Linked DNA regions of Mus musculus: region 1 is linked to region 2. A link is a contact called in public HiChIP or PLAC-seq data. All regions are on one chromosome and are shown on one strand. The core of a region is the stretch at or near the end of the contact, and the rest is flanking DNA. Distances in the headings are between cores, read along the strand shown.

Region 1 (7,519 bases), core at 4,016-6,515, 640 kb before region 2:
ATATATATATGGTGTGTGATGTGCAATAAAAAGAAAAGTGAACAACAGTAGTCACTTTAATGAAGGCCACATCAACTCAATGGTACTATTTTTAAATTTTACTTTATATTTAATGCATGTTCCAGATAAACAGTAAAATAACTTGGAGTGTACACACACACACACATACTGCTAACAAAACTTTACTTATTAATCAACTGTGTAAATTCAAACTCTTTTGAAACACAATTTTATGATGTAGCCTGGCTAGCCTGGAACTCACTATGTAGACCAGGTTGGCCTTGAACTTATAGAAAAACCACAGCCCTCTCCCTCTAGAGTGCAGGGATTAAAAGTGTATGTCACCAAAAGAAACCTTAGGAATGAAAATGAAAGCTGGAGAGATGGCTCAGAGGTTAAGTGGCTGCTTTTTTAGAGGACCGGGATTCAGTTCCCAGTAGCCACTTGGAGGCTCACAACAAACTACAACTCCAGTTCCATGGGGGATCTGACGCCCTCTACTGATCTCTACAGGCACTGTACACATATGTTGCACAGACGTACATGCAGGCAAAACATTCATACACATCCATTAAATGCCTTTTTTTTTTTAAGAATGAAAACACAAGCCACCAAGTAGGGGAAAACATAAACAAAAGACTTTGGCTCAGATTATGTTTAAGAAATCTTAGAAAGCAATGATAATCTAACACCAGGCAAGACAATAAAAAAGTTAGACAAGAACCATGAGCAATCCTCTCCCCAAGAAACATAGTCAAGTGACTGGTATTAGAATATATGGAAATGTGTTTGGTCTAATTAGGTGTTAGGAAATTGCAAACACAAGCTGGGCAGTGGTGGCGCACACCGTTAATCCCAGCACTTGGGAGGCAAAGGCAGGTAGATTTCTGAGTTCAAGGCCAGCCTGGTCTATAGAGTGAGTTCCAGGATAGCCAGGGCTACAGAGAAACCCTGTCTTGAAAAAAAAAAGGAAATTGCAAACACTAGGAGATACTGCCTCCTACCCACCACAATGACCAGAGCTTTAAGAAGGTGATACAACAGGAAGAGAGCAGCTGAGACGCCCCTCAGAACTGTTGCAGACACAGAGAACTGAGACACTGTCCTAAGACCAAAGAGCAAGCTTCACAAAACACATCACGCAAGCAAGTCAATGGAAGCACTGGCATGGGGACCAAAAAGCCACGACTGTAGAGAATTGCTTACAACAGACCCAAATGGAATAGCCCAAATGTGGATCAGGCAGGACAAACCACACCACACCGTGGTACGACAGTAAAATGGAGCCTCCAGACACTCAACCACAGTGCCACACAAAGGCAGAGTGGCAGGAAAGGAGAATTTGTCTGTGGGTAACGAGTTGGGGTAGAAGTAGGTATGCATGGGGACACTCGCCTCAGAGCAGAGGCTCATGGGTCTACATGATTTTAGGCCATCCTGGTGTACATAGTGAGCAGCAAGATGGCCAGAGTTACATAGACAGACCCTGGCTTCACTCTTGGTCAGTCATGTGTCCCTATCATATAACCCTTTCTTTAACATTCAATGAAGTCACCTACAAAGAACTTTTCCCTGTTTTACTTCAAATCAGTCTGCTTGCCTCTGTCAGCTCCCATTGTTCCTGCCTCCATTAGAAGACCTGGTCAGCACTGTCACTCCTAAGACCCTAAAATAAAATTATTTTACCATTTCATAGCTTGACTGGGACTCAGAACCCAGAACTAAACAGACAAAGAATGGTACACTTTAACGGAGAAAACTAAACAAAACTATCCCTTGGAGAAACAAGGAGGACATAAATGGACCAATAAGCTGAAGTCACTTTAAAATTGACCTTTAATGGCCTTGAGAATCCCAAACTTTGTGAAAACTGATGAATCAATTGTAAAATTCAGCAAAAGACCAAGAATGGCCAAGATCCAGGGAGAGGAAGCAAGAAAGGTTGATAGAAAATTTTGTTTCATGAATGATGTAAGTAAAAGGCCAACAAAATTAGCATATACTCTTCCGAAATCCCAAAGCACCACACAAAACAGCCATATGCATGTGCTAAACATTCCCTAGGGGGAGCTTTATAAAGTATACACTTTTTAATATACTCGAAGTTGACTTTTATACAGAAAATGTGGTACATTTACACAATGGAGTACTACTCAGCTATTAAAAACAATGAATTCATGAAATTCTTAGGCAAATGGATAAAACTAGAACATCCTGAGTAAGGTAACCCAATGCAAAAATACACACATAGTATGCGCTCACTGAAATGTGGATATTAGCCCAGAAGCACGGAATAACCAAGATACAATTCACAGACCACATGAAGCTCAATAAGAAGGAAGACCACAGTGTGGGTACATCAGTTCTTCTTAGAAGGAGAACAAAATACTCACAGGAGCAAATACAGAGATAAAGTGTAGAGCAGAGACTGAAAGAAAGGCCACCCAGAGACTGTCCCACCTGGGGATTCATCCCATACACAGTTACCAAACCCAGACACTATTGTGGATGCCAAGAAGTGCATGCTGAAAGGAGCCTGACATGGTATCTCCTGAGAGGCCCTGCCAGAGCTTTACAAATACAGAGGTGGATGTTTGCAGCCAACCATTGGACTTAATGCAGGGTCCCCAAGAGAGAGGTTAGAGAAAGGACTGAAGGAGTTGAAGGGGCTCACAATCCCATAGGAAGAAAACAATATCAACCAACCAGTCCCCCCAGAACTCCCAGGGACTAAGCCATCAACAAAGGAGTACACATGGCTCCAACTGCATATGTAGGAGATGATGGCCTTGTCAGACATCAATGGGAGGAGAGGTCCTTGGTTCTATGAAGGCTGGATAGATGTCCCATTATGGGGGAATTGAGGGTTGAGAGGTGGGAGTGGGTGGGTGGGGGGAGGAACACCCTCACAGAAGCAGGGGGAGGGAGGATGTGATAGGGGGTTTCCTGGAGGGGGGGGGAACTCGGAAAGGGGATAACATTTGAAATGTAAATAAAGAAAATATCCAATAAAAAATTTGATTTTTAAATAATATAAACTCATATGAAGGAAGGAAGGAAGAAAGGAGAGAGAGAGGTACTTGCAGGGAAGAAAGGAGAAAGGGAGAGATGGAGGGAGGGAGGAAAGGAAGGAGGGGGGGGAGGAAGCACAAGCTTCACCTGTACAGCGTTGAGTGGGCTCTCAGATTGGAGCTCTGGCTCCTAGCAACCACGTCTGCATGTGATGGACCCGCCCAGGGAACGGATCTCAGGGCCCTTTCCTTTTCCACTGTAGTCAGTGACTGAGCCCACACCTGACACATCCGCTATGTATGGTCATTGTTTTCAACAATGTGTCAACGTTACCTATAAATCACAGAGAGGAGAGGCAGGGATGTTTCCATGGCCTTCTGCCAAAAGCAATCACTCCAGGCTGCTGGCACACTGCCAGGCGACTCCAGGAGGTGGCATTACAATGTTTTGGTTTGGTTTGAGTCTTTGAGAATGAGACCTAGTATGTTACCCAGGCTGGCCTTGAACTTACAACCCTACTGCTTCCACCTCTGGGATTATAGGTATACACTAGAACTGCTGGCTTGAGATTTTAAAGCAAGAAAAAAACAGTTTTAGAAAAGACAAAAATCTCCCTTACCTAATAAAGTCGGTAAAATGTGCTGAGCACATAAATTTACCTGGACATCTCGTGAAGATGGCTGGGAGGGAACATTTAGTCCAACGTCACATCAAACTCGTCGAATGGAGCTAACATGCTGGCTCATCTCTAGACTGGAAAGGCCAGACACCACTGGATTTTTCTCCCTCTCAAAGGCTCAGAAAAAAAGGCAAAGATGCAGGGCCATAGATGGTTTCTCCTGCATATCCTGTCACCTTTGTCACTAGAGCTTGAAGCTATGTATTATAATTGACAGTGTCCCTCAACAAAGAGTCAAAACTCACATAATGAGTTAAAACCATTAACCAAAAGCACAGTCAGAAGGCAAGAGGTGGCATTCTTTTCTGAGCCAAATTTCCCCCTTTATACCACAATGTTTCAATATTTTGCTCCAGTACTGATTATAGTATTAGAAAGCTATTCTCTTATCATAACACTGTAATACAATGCATACAATACAATGCATACAATAATGACTATGTTTGATGCACACACAGTTGGGAATCTCAGCACTCAGGAGCTAGAGGTAAAAGGACCAGAAGTTCAAAGTCATCATGGTTCTATGAGTTCAAGGCCAGCCTTGGCTACATAAAACCCCATCTTGATAAATTCATTTTTAAAAGAACATTAAGTTTAGTCAATCTTTTAAATTTCAGAACTTTCTGATTGTTATAGTCACAAATAAGGAATCTGGAATAAGCAGTCACAAAAGCATTGATACTGAGAGGACAAATCTTTTACGTTCAGACTCCATTTTAGACCTGACCTAAGTCTGAACTCACGTAAACCTAGCCTTAGTTTCCTAGATGCCCTCCAACAAAACCTGAGCCTAGCTCCAGTCTCTGGGCTAATTCCCAACAAGACCAGCGCCCCCAGGTTATTCCCCCAACAAACCTGTACCCCGCCCCCAGGTTACAAGCCCACCCCCTGCCTAACCACCACCAATGTAGAGGGGAACAGAAATTAATTTTATGATATGACTCCCAGCACCAGCCAATTATGTTAAAGGGCACAGTAGCTTTCCAGTTAGATGCTTGCACACTCGCCCCCCAGCCCCCAGTTGCTGCTTACTATAAAGCCTTGCCCCAATAGACATTCAGGGATCCCCTACCACCAAAACAGTCCCATGTGACAGTGGTGTCCTGAGGGGTGGGAGTGGGGGGGCAGCTAGCTCAAATAGAATAAAGACCCTGCTGTGAGTTGCATCAGCTCAGCTCCTGTCTGTTTTTTTGGGGAGATCACTAACACTTCCCTAGCAGTACAATATAATTTCAGAAGTAAAATCACCTACCTTTTGGGGATGGTTTTAAAAAGTTAGCTCAGGTGTTAGAGAGACAGCTTGGGTTAAACACAGCTGTTTTTGCAGAGGACCCAAGTTTGGTTCCCATCACCCATACATGGTGGCTTAAAACCATATATAACTCCAGCTCTAGGGGATCTGATGCCCTCTTCCAACCCCTGCAGGCACACACATAGTGCACAGACATACATGCAGGCAAAAGACATAAAACAAAACTAAAAGAAAAAATTGTTTGCTGTCTCAGACACAAGGATGAAAGAAAACTATGGATGAAAACAGTTCTCTAGAAGCTATGGTGGTTGGTTGGCTGGGCTCGCATCTGTGACTCACCTCTGAGACATCTGCTGTCTGCAAACCCCAGCTCCTGTTTATAGTGGCCTAGCAGAGTAGCCCCTTCCCTCCGGGTGGGTTAGTCTCTGTGTTACCTTTCACCCAACCACAAGGGATTCCTTCCCTTCTCCCTGGGCGCTTTTCTCCATCCCAGCCAGGTCAAAGGGGAATTGAGGTAAAGGGGACCCTCGCCCCCGGATCATGTGTAAGCTTTAAATGCTCCCCTGGGCTGTGATGGCCAGCTCTTATGAAGGTGTCCTGTAGCAACTCATCGTCTTCCATGGGCTGAGATTTAAAGTGTAACTCTCAAGATCTCTGTTTCACACCATACCTGGAAATCCCTTCAAAGTGTCTCGTCCATTCACCTCTCTTCTAAGAAGACTCACTATTCTGGGGATCTTCAGTTGTCTTCACTTTTATTTTTCTCAGACTCTACTCCGGGATTTCTTCTACCCGTGTGGGGAGGAACATAACAGGATACAGAGAGGGCAAGACACTGTGAAGACCCACGTCCTAATCACCCATGGTATTTTGAGCCTCAGTTCAAGAGCTAGGCATGTTTCTGTGCATGTTTTAAGGACTGGTTGGGGCATATAACACCCTGAGTGTTTTATAAGGGCGACAAAGATATTAAAACATTTAACATGTGAGATAAGGAGATGCCCCTGGGGGTAAAGTGCTTGCAGCTCAGATGTTAAGGATCAGAGTTCAAATTTCTAGAACTTGAATAACAGCCCATATTCCTGAGACAAGATGGGAGGAGGAGACTGGAGAAGAGTCCCAGGAAGCTCAAGGGACAGGCTTATACTTGGAGTTTTAATGGCAGATGAGAAAGCCTGCTTCCAACAAGTTGGAAGGTGAAGACTATAACCGAGGTCATCCTCTAACGAACACATACACTGTGACCACACACTCTGTGGCAAGCGCTACTCACACTCATACACACAAACACTCCACACATATACACATGCATGCACAAAGAATTTCTTTAAATTAGGTACCATGGGCACATGAGATAACTGCATTGCCATCAAGAGCAAGAACAACTATCACCTCTCTCTACAGCTTTGCCATCCCCAACTAAAACTATGCTGATAACAGTCAAATCGGAGGGGTAGGTAAGGGCCCTTAGTGCACTCACTTAAGGACCCAAATCCACACCCCCTACACCTTTATGTAAGAAGCCAGGGGTGGTAGGCCTGCCTGGGCTGTGGATGGGAGCAGAGACAGAAGGACAGATGGCTGGGACTTCCAGGATGCTAGCTTAGCTCCAGACTCACTGCAAGGCCATCACTCAGGAAATAGGGTGACACACGAGAGACACTGGTTGTCCTCCTCTGGCTTCTTTGTTCCCTCTCTCCTTGTCAAGTCAAGAAGGACGTCCAAAAAGGAGGCCAAGAATCTTTTTCTGGGCCTGAGAGATTTAAGACAAGAGGAAAATTGCCACACAGATACCACGAAGGACACTGTTACCAGAAAGACATTTTTCAGAATCTAGCAACACTGGGTAATTGTTTGTTTGTTTGTTTGTTTGTTTGTTTGAGACAGGGCTTCTCTGTATAGCCTTGTCTGTCCTGGAACTCACTTTGTAGACCAGGCTGGCCTCGAACTCAGAAATCCGCCTGCCTCTGCTTCCCGAGTGCTGCACCACCATGCTCGGCGTAATATTTTTAAAATATCAGACAGACCAGTTTTTCCTCCTGACCCGGACACACCGATAGACTTAGCACTTACCTTTGATCTGATTTCTACCTCCACACTTGTAGCCTTCCTGCTCATCTCCCCTCAAGAAGCAGCAAGCTGCGCGCTCTCACAAGATCTCTGAGCTCCAGCCTACCCTGCCTCTGGGCAACTCTGGTTTACTCGGCCTGACCCTGCATTTCCTGGTTTGCAATTTTCTACAACCAAGAGATCCTCTGTTGCTTTTATCTGAGCTCACCTGCATCTCCTGGATTCCAGGACCTACTAACTACCTTAGTGTGACTAAATGAGACAAGATAGTAGATGCCAAAGACTGACCCCACACAGAAGGAAAAGAAATCCCTTGGGTATCTGGCCAAAATCTAGAAACTTTAATACCACTGATGAAATCAAACTGCCTACAGATACAGCCCTTATCTTCCGAGACACTTCTTGAATGAGGACATTAAAGCAGACTCCTGCTGCATCTGACCTTGACCTTTAACCCCATTCACCTCTTCTCATCCATGAATCCAAACAATGCCCCTGAGAAAAGG
Region 2 (7,081 bases), core at 1,725-4,224:
TACAGACCCCAGAGCTTCGTGCATGCTGGATAAGCTTCCTACCAACTAAGCCCCAGCTCCAGCCCCATAATACACTGATGTTTAATGTTTCTTGGACACAAATTGAGAGTCAGAGGTCAATTTATAAAAATGAGTGAGGCGGCATGATAGCACAGTCCTTTAATTCCAGTGTTCTGGAGACAAGGGCAGGCAGATCTCTGTGAATTTGAGGTCAGCCTGGTCTATATAGTGAGTGAGTTCTAGTCTTGCTGGCACTATGTAGTGATAATGGAGAGAGAGAGAGAGAGAGAGAGAGAGAGAGAGAGAGAGAGAGAGAGAGAGAGAGAAACAAGCCAGGACAATGTTCATACAAAGAATAAGCCACTCACTTTGAGGTTGTTCATAATTAACTTTGTAGATTGATTAAGCTTTTTGGCTCTGTGCCAGCTCCTCACCCATCTGTAGGATCGCACCAATTCTCTGGCTTGGGGTAGAAAACACTTGCCTGGAAATATTCAGGACTGTGTTTTCTTCGAGTAGGAGAAAGCAAACCCTTTAAATATACACAGCTATTTTTAACAATGTGTCTTACACAGGAGCATTGATCTCTGAGGGTCTTTCTCCATGGCCTCCACACTGACAGATCTCCAGGGAGATGTTCTCAGAGAGGGCAGATGCAGCCCCTAATGGATGGCTCTCCTCCCGCTTCCATTTCCCCTCCAGGAGGGTCTTCTCCATCTGGAACTTCCTTGTTTCCTTTGTGGATTTAACTCTGTAAGTGCCATTCTGAAGACCAAACTCCCTTTACCTCTGTCATCGAAAGACCTGATCAGATGTCTCAAGACACGAACTGGGAAAACAGTGAAGGTCCAAGAACCTCCAGGCCTTTGCCAAGCCTCGGCCCTCCACTGAGGGTTTCATGCTTTTCATGATGATCGCTTTGAACACCCATGTGCCACAAATTCGGATTCGTTCATTAAGGATCCTCAACTGGGGAATAATCCTAAATTCCTTTAGCTGACTTGGGAAGACCCACCCCAAATGTGGGTGGCAGCTTCTGGTAACTCCCCAGATTTAAAGGAGGAATTGAGGCACAGCAGAAAGATTCTCTTTTTGTTCTCTTGGCTTTCCCCCTTGCCTCTGAGTTGATTCACGCTGCTGTTGCTGCTGCTGCTGCTGTTGCTGCTGCTACTGCTGCTGCTGCTGCTGCTGCTGCTGCTGCTGCTGCTGCTGGTGGTGGTGGTTCCCTGTGATCACTGATTTGTTGATGGAGGACAAGCAGCTCTCCAGAAATCCTCCAGGGGATCCCTCCCAGATGGGGAGTCCTGAGGCAAGGGTTGAGCAGTGATTAGGTTCTCAGTCCCAGTGTACCACAGCTACTGTTATTACTTCGATGAAAACTGATCTAGTAAATTATATATAGAGAGATATATACATATACGTATACATATACACATACATGTATATTCATCCTTTTGGCTCTGTTCTTCTAGAGAAACTTTCATCAGCTGTCTCCCAGGAAAATACCGTCATCTTCTCACCTGTATCCAGGTACTCGTGAAACAATACCAGCCCAGCCTCCACTTGAGTGTGTGTAGGGGGGAGGGGTGCTGGAGAGTAAACCCAGGGCCTCACAATAGTACATGAGTACTCTACCTTTGAGTTATCTTTCCAGCATCTTTTTACTGCTATCTTAAGACAGGGGAGCCCCTACATTACCCAGTCTGGCTTTGAACTCACTTTGGAGTCCAAGCTGGCTTTGAAATTACAATCTTTCTGCCTCATCTTTCTGAATAACCTTCTGGAACCAGAAGCCTGTACTACCAAGACAAGTCATCCCTCCCGATCCAGGGTTTGTGTGTCCCTTTGCAGTTTGTAACAGAGGTCTGTGGAACCCTGCAGGCTGTGATGTTCAAGTAGCACCACACATTTTTTCAGAGCATAAATAAGTCACTGCATCCTCATTTTACAGATGACTAAATAAATAAATAAATAAATAAAGACCCAAAGGTGCTGAGTGGATAGAGGTCCCATACAAGGTCATCCAGATGAGTCCACAGGACCAACACTTGAACTTAGCACAGATGATTCTGAACTGAACATTCCCACGGGGACTGACTGGATCGCTGGATTCCATGCTCCAACTCCTCTGTAAGCGCCAAGTCCCTCCTGCTCCTCCCTCCCCTTGCTCTCTCCCCCTTATTCCCTTCCTTTCTGGTTGCCTCATGATTCAGCAAAGATGAAACAAGAGGTCCAAAGGCCAATCCTCCTAGCTGATGTCACAGGATTTGTCGGGGCCCCAGTTAAATGTCAGTTTTCTGTGTCAATCATCTGTGCCACCCACACATGTGAAATAGGAAGACAGCTTCACACTGAAACACTGCCGATTTCAGCAGCGCTTCTGGATCCTTTGGCTAAGACCAAGTGTGATGGTACAACTGAGGAGCCAGGATGGTGCACACCTGTAATTCCTGCTACCCAAGAGGCTGAGGCAGAGGGATTGCAAGTTTGAGGTCTGCCTGATCTACACAGTAAGGTCAAAGCCATTTGTATCTCATTAGGTATCCCAGACCTTGCTTCAACAATAATAATTAATAGTAATAACAATAACAACTTTCAATGAAGTCCCATGAGGACCTGACCTGCCACCCCAGCTTCCCCGGGGAATTATTGACATTTGTCTTTTGTACATATTTTCAAATATTTTTATACACTTATAGATACAAGCAGATAAAGGCACAGATAGAGACGAGCACCATGGGCTCTGTTGGCTTCTGCTTCACATCCCTGGTTTCAGATTCCACATACATTTTATAACTTGCTTTACAAACTATTTCAAACCAATGTGGGATATTGACAAGAGTCTGGGGAGGTGGGTACACTGTTGGAGTACAAATGGGGTGTGGCTTTGAGCACTGTTTCTGTCTGGCATTTCCCTTAGAGACCAGTGTTCTGTGCTTATATTGTCATTAGCAGTGAGACTGGCATCCAGGATGTGGTCAGGCTCGGGAGGGTAGTATGGAGAGAGTAGGAACCATGCACTTACTCGCAGACTTGGGGTGACCTGGACTCCCTCCAGACAGCCAAGCAGCAATGTCTACATAAGCTCCTGGCCCTAGGCCTTCCATCAGCTGGCCTTGTTCCCAGGGGACACTGATCCCTCTGGAATGGTAGGACCTTTTGTGGGAAGATCAGATGGTTCTGAAGAGACCACACATGAAGCTCATTTAGGGAGTTCTCCATGCAACTTGAGTCTCTGTCCTGTGTCACAACATTCAGGTGACTCACTAAGGTCAGGACATGCAGGCACATATCCTGTCTAATTCCCTCAAAGGGGGGGGATCCTCCATCCTGCTCTACCTAAGGAATGCCTTCTGGTCCCTGGGCTCAAGCTGGTGGCAGCATCCCCAGCTGACCAAACCCTGCACAGGGTCTCTGACTTAACACCACACTGGCTCCAAGATTCTGCCCTTGCAGAGGACTGCAGTCACAGTACTCAGTCCTATGCCCTGTATCCTATATCACCACTGGGAGAATCACAGCAGGACCACGGGCCAGACCACATGGCAGTTTCACCAGGCACGTACTTCACCCGGGAGCAGCAGCAGCTGTTTAAAAGCTGGTTTATGAACTTGCAGGCATTCTGTGACCAAGATTGGAAAGCAGACGTGACGGCTGCCCTTGCTTCCCGTAACTGCGACAGGCCTTTTTTGAAAGGGCAGGCAAAGATAAAAAAAAAAAAAAAAAAAAAAAAATCCATGAAAGTCATAAAGCCAGTTTATGTAGAAGGAATGACAGCCTATAAAATCAAACATAAATAAACAACTCAAAACCATTGGGAAGCTAGCAGCCTGGAGCTTCTCTAACTCAGGGAACATTTAAGTCATGTTTGGAGGACAAAAGGGGCCCTAGGGAACTCCTTCCTGGTCTTTCAGGAACCAGGGCTAAGTTGGAGACAGAGCCTCAGCCCATCCTGATCCCTTACATCCATAGGCCAGATAGAACCTGAAGCCCATAGGAGGTTCTCTGTGAAAAGCACCCAGATCTGCAATATCCCTGCAAATGTTTCCTATTTTTAATAACATAGTATCAATTTGCAAACAGAGTAATGATCTCTGCTACTTTTCAGGAAATTATGTTTAATATCATTTACTAGAGCTAAGGAAGAACAATTTAATTGAAAGAGCCGCCCTGAACCATATTTAACCTCACATGTACTAAATGGAGTGTCTCAGAGATAAGTTATGGTTTTTAATTTAACGTAAACTATTCTGTGCATAAGCAGTGTGTTTTTGCCACACTAATAATGACTGGTTTGGGTTTATGAAGTTCATTTTTGGGGGTTTTGCTTTTTGGGTTTTTTTTTTCTTTCTTTCCTGATTGACTCTTTGAGGAAAAATCAAAGCTCCTGGTAGGTTAAGTGTGATCTGGGGATTGGGTTTTTTTTGTTTTGGTTTGATTTTTTTTTTGTTTTTTTGTTTTTTGTTTTTCAACACAAAATCCCAGGAAAGGGATCTACAGCCTAGCAGCTTAGCAGCCTTGCGGCCTCAGGACTTTAGTACCCCTAATGTGAGCTCTTTAATGCTAGGTAAAAGCCCAAGTTTCTAAGAAGTGCCCATATTTCACTGGCAGGGCTGATCCCTCGCCAGGCTGGCTCCTCCACGCCTGATTAATGGATGCCAACCACTGTACCGGCACTTTCAATGAACTTTAGTGCTCACTAAGATTAATAGCTGGATGAGAAATATTGAAACTTTATTATTCATATAATTCATTTGAAGGGATAATCCCAGGAAAATGTAGTGTGTGGCTGGAGTTAGTCACTTGACAATAATCGATGGCAATCCAGCCAGAGGGACAGGTACGGCATCTCCCAGCTGGGCTACCTACAATGAAGGCTTGGGTAGGGGCTGAAGGATGAGTGTGGTGTTGAAACAGGCGCTTGCTCGCCCACTGGAGATGTAGAAACGCTTACTTTCAGGGCTTCTTTTCCCCATCCCCCACTTTGCAGGTCCACAGGTGGCTAGCCTGTTGCTGTTCTGGTTTTTTGTTTGTTTGTTTGTTTGTTTGTTTGTTTGTTTTGGTTGGTTGGTTGGTTGGTTTATTCATCTTTTCTTTTGCTTTTTCACTCATTTGCTTCTCAGTGTGGAAATTCAACGCTTTCAGGCCAACAGGGCATCCGCTTCTTCTGGTCGCTCTTTGAGACTATCTTTCCCAGCTGTTTGGCTCTATAGTTCAGATAGGACTCTTTCAGAAAGAGCATGGAGCCAGGAATTAATCGTTAAGATGACTGCATGCTTAGCTCAGAAATAAATACACGGGATCTGGAGAGACGGCTCAGCAGTTAAAAGCACTTGCTGCTCTTCCAGAAGACCTGAGTAAAGTTCCCATATCAGACAGCTCACAGCCACCTGTAAGTCCAGCTACCAAGGGTCCAATAGCCTTTTCTGGCCTCAGCAGGCAACTGTACATATGTGTACATACACGCATAGACACATAAGTGTACACATAAATAAAAATAAAAAAATAAATGGACACATGATGTAACCAGACCCAACGTAAGACCACAAGCCCTCCACTGACACAGCTAATAGACAGGCAAACTGGAACTTCAGGAGCCACCATGCCATCACAGTGGGATAAGGGTGATGCCAATTAGGTCATTGGTCTAGTCATACCTGAAGCTGGCTTTAACTCTGAGCACTGAACACTTTTCATCATATGAGTCATGTTTGTACTTTGAAGTCACTTTGAGTGAAGTGTTTTTCTTCAAGATCTTGAGTGAAATAACGAAACCTTTGCTAGTGACATCATGACAAGGCTGTGGGCTGACCCCTGCCCTTGTGACTCATGAGATGGTCTTTTAATGTGTGTCTTTAGGCTAGAAGCCATTTAGGGTCAATGAAATGGCTTAATGTATAAAGATGCTTGCTGCCAAACCTGACGACCTGAGTTCAGGCCCCGGGTCCCACATGTGAAGGAAAGAGCTGACTCCCCAAAGTTGTTCTCTGACCTCCACATATCCACCATGGCACACATACGACCTGTGTCCCAGTCAATAAATAAATGCAATTTTAAAGATTTTTAAAAATCATTTGAACACTAGAGAGTTATCTTAGTGGTTAAGACCCACTTGTTCGGGAGCAGTGTGGGGGAAGGGTATAGGGAACTTTCAGGATAGCATTTGAAATGTATATAAAGAAAATATCTAATTAAAAAAATAATAATTTTTTTAAAAAAAGAACCACTTGTTCTGGCCTGATGGTGGTAGTTTATGCTTTTAATCCCAGCACTCAGGAGTCAAAGGCAGGCAATCGCTGTGAGTTCAAGACCAGCCTGGTCCACAGAGCTAGTTCCAGAACAGCCAAGGCTACATGAAGAAATTCTGTCTAAAAAAGCTAAAAAAGGAAGAAAGAAAGAAAGAAAGAAAGAAAGAAAGAGAGAGAGAGAGAGAGAGAGAGAGAGAGAGAGAAGGAAGGAAGGAAGGAAGGAAGAAAGAAAGAAAGAAAGAAAGAAAGAAAGAAAGAAAGAAAGAAAGAAAGAAAGAAAGGAAGGAAGGAAGGAAAGAAAGAAAAGAAAGAAAGGAAAAAAGAAAACTTGTTATTACAAAGGACCATAGTTTAGTTCCTAACACCCATATGGTGTCTCACAGTCATCCATAAGACCAGTTCCAGGGAACTCACACCCTCTTCTGACTTTGGCATGTACTAGACACACATATGGCACCCATACACGCCTGCAGGCAAAACACTCAAAACACCTAAAATAAATAAATCTTTAAAAAAAACTAATAATCATGTGAGCCATCGGTAGCCTATCAATGGATGCATTTTTCAACTAGAGTTACTGGGATATCAGCTTCCTGTGCCCGCAGCTCAGGCTTGCTGACACGGTGCAGGGTGATCGGTGGGTTTCTGGGCTCTGTCACTATGGCAACACAGACCCCAGTCACCTCTTCTATCTGCAGTTCTAACTCTACACACATCACCAAGAACAGAACTGACAACTGAAGAAAAAGTTTATGGGCTGTGAGGTTTTGTTGTAAAACTCAAGCGTAGTCCCTACAACCAGTTCTCAAGTGCAGAGTTACCAGCTAAGACGT

Evidence for each region. HiChIP or PLAC-seq counts read pairs in DNA pulled down with a chosen protein or histone mark.
Region 1: a contact with region 2 is called in an HNF4G HiChIP or PLAC-seq map of pancreatic cancer cells. The contact joins two enhancer-like sites. A contact is called at or near these places in 1 of 39 promoter capture datasets (pre-B cells) and 1 of 115 datasets of contacts at active chromatin or transcription factors (pancreatic cancer cells).

Annotation. Positions count from the first base shown.
Region 1 is chr7:133,797,892-133,805,410 of GRCm38.p6, reverse strand. The region is part of intron 1 of Fank1 (fibronectin type 3 and ankyrin repeat domains 1); the gene reads right to left. Among named protein-coding and RNA genes, the nearest start is that of Fank1, 25 kb to the right of the region's middle. Within about 2 kb of position 5,265, at least 9 of the 459 cell types and tissues checked have an H3K27ac peak or open chromatin away from gene starts, as enhancers often do. A contact at or near this core is called in pancreatic cancer cells, where this site is marked.
Region 2 is chr7:133,158,299-133,165,379 of GRCm38.p6, reverse strand. No RefSeq gene overlaps it. Among named protein-coding and RNA genes, the nearest start is that of 4930483O08Rik, 34 kb to the right of the region's middle. Within about 2 kb of position 2,974, at least 30 of the 459 cell types and tissues checked have an H3K27ac peak or open chromatin away from gene starts, as enhancers often do. A contact at or near this core is called in pancreatic cancer cells, where this site is marked.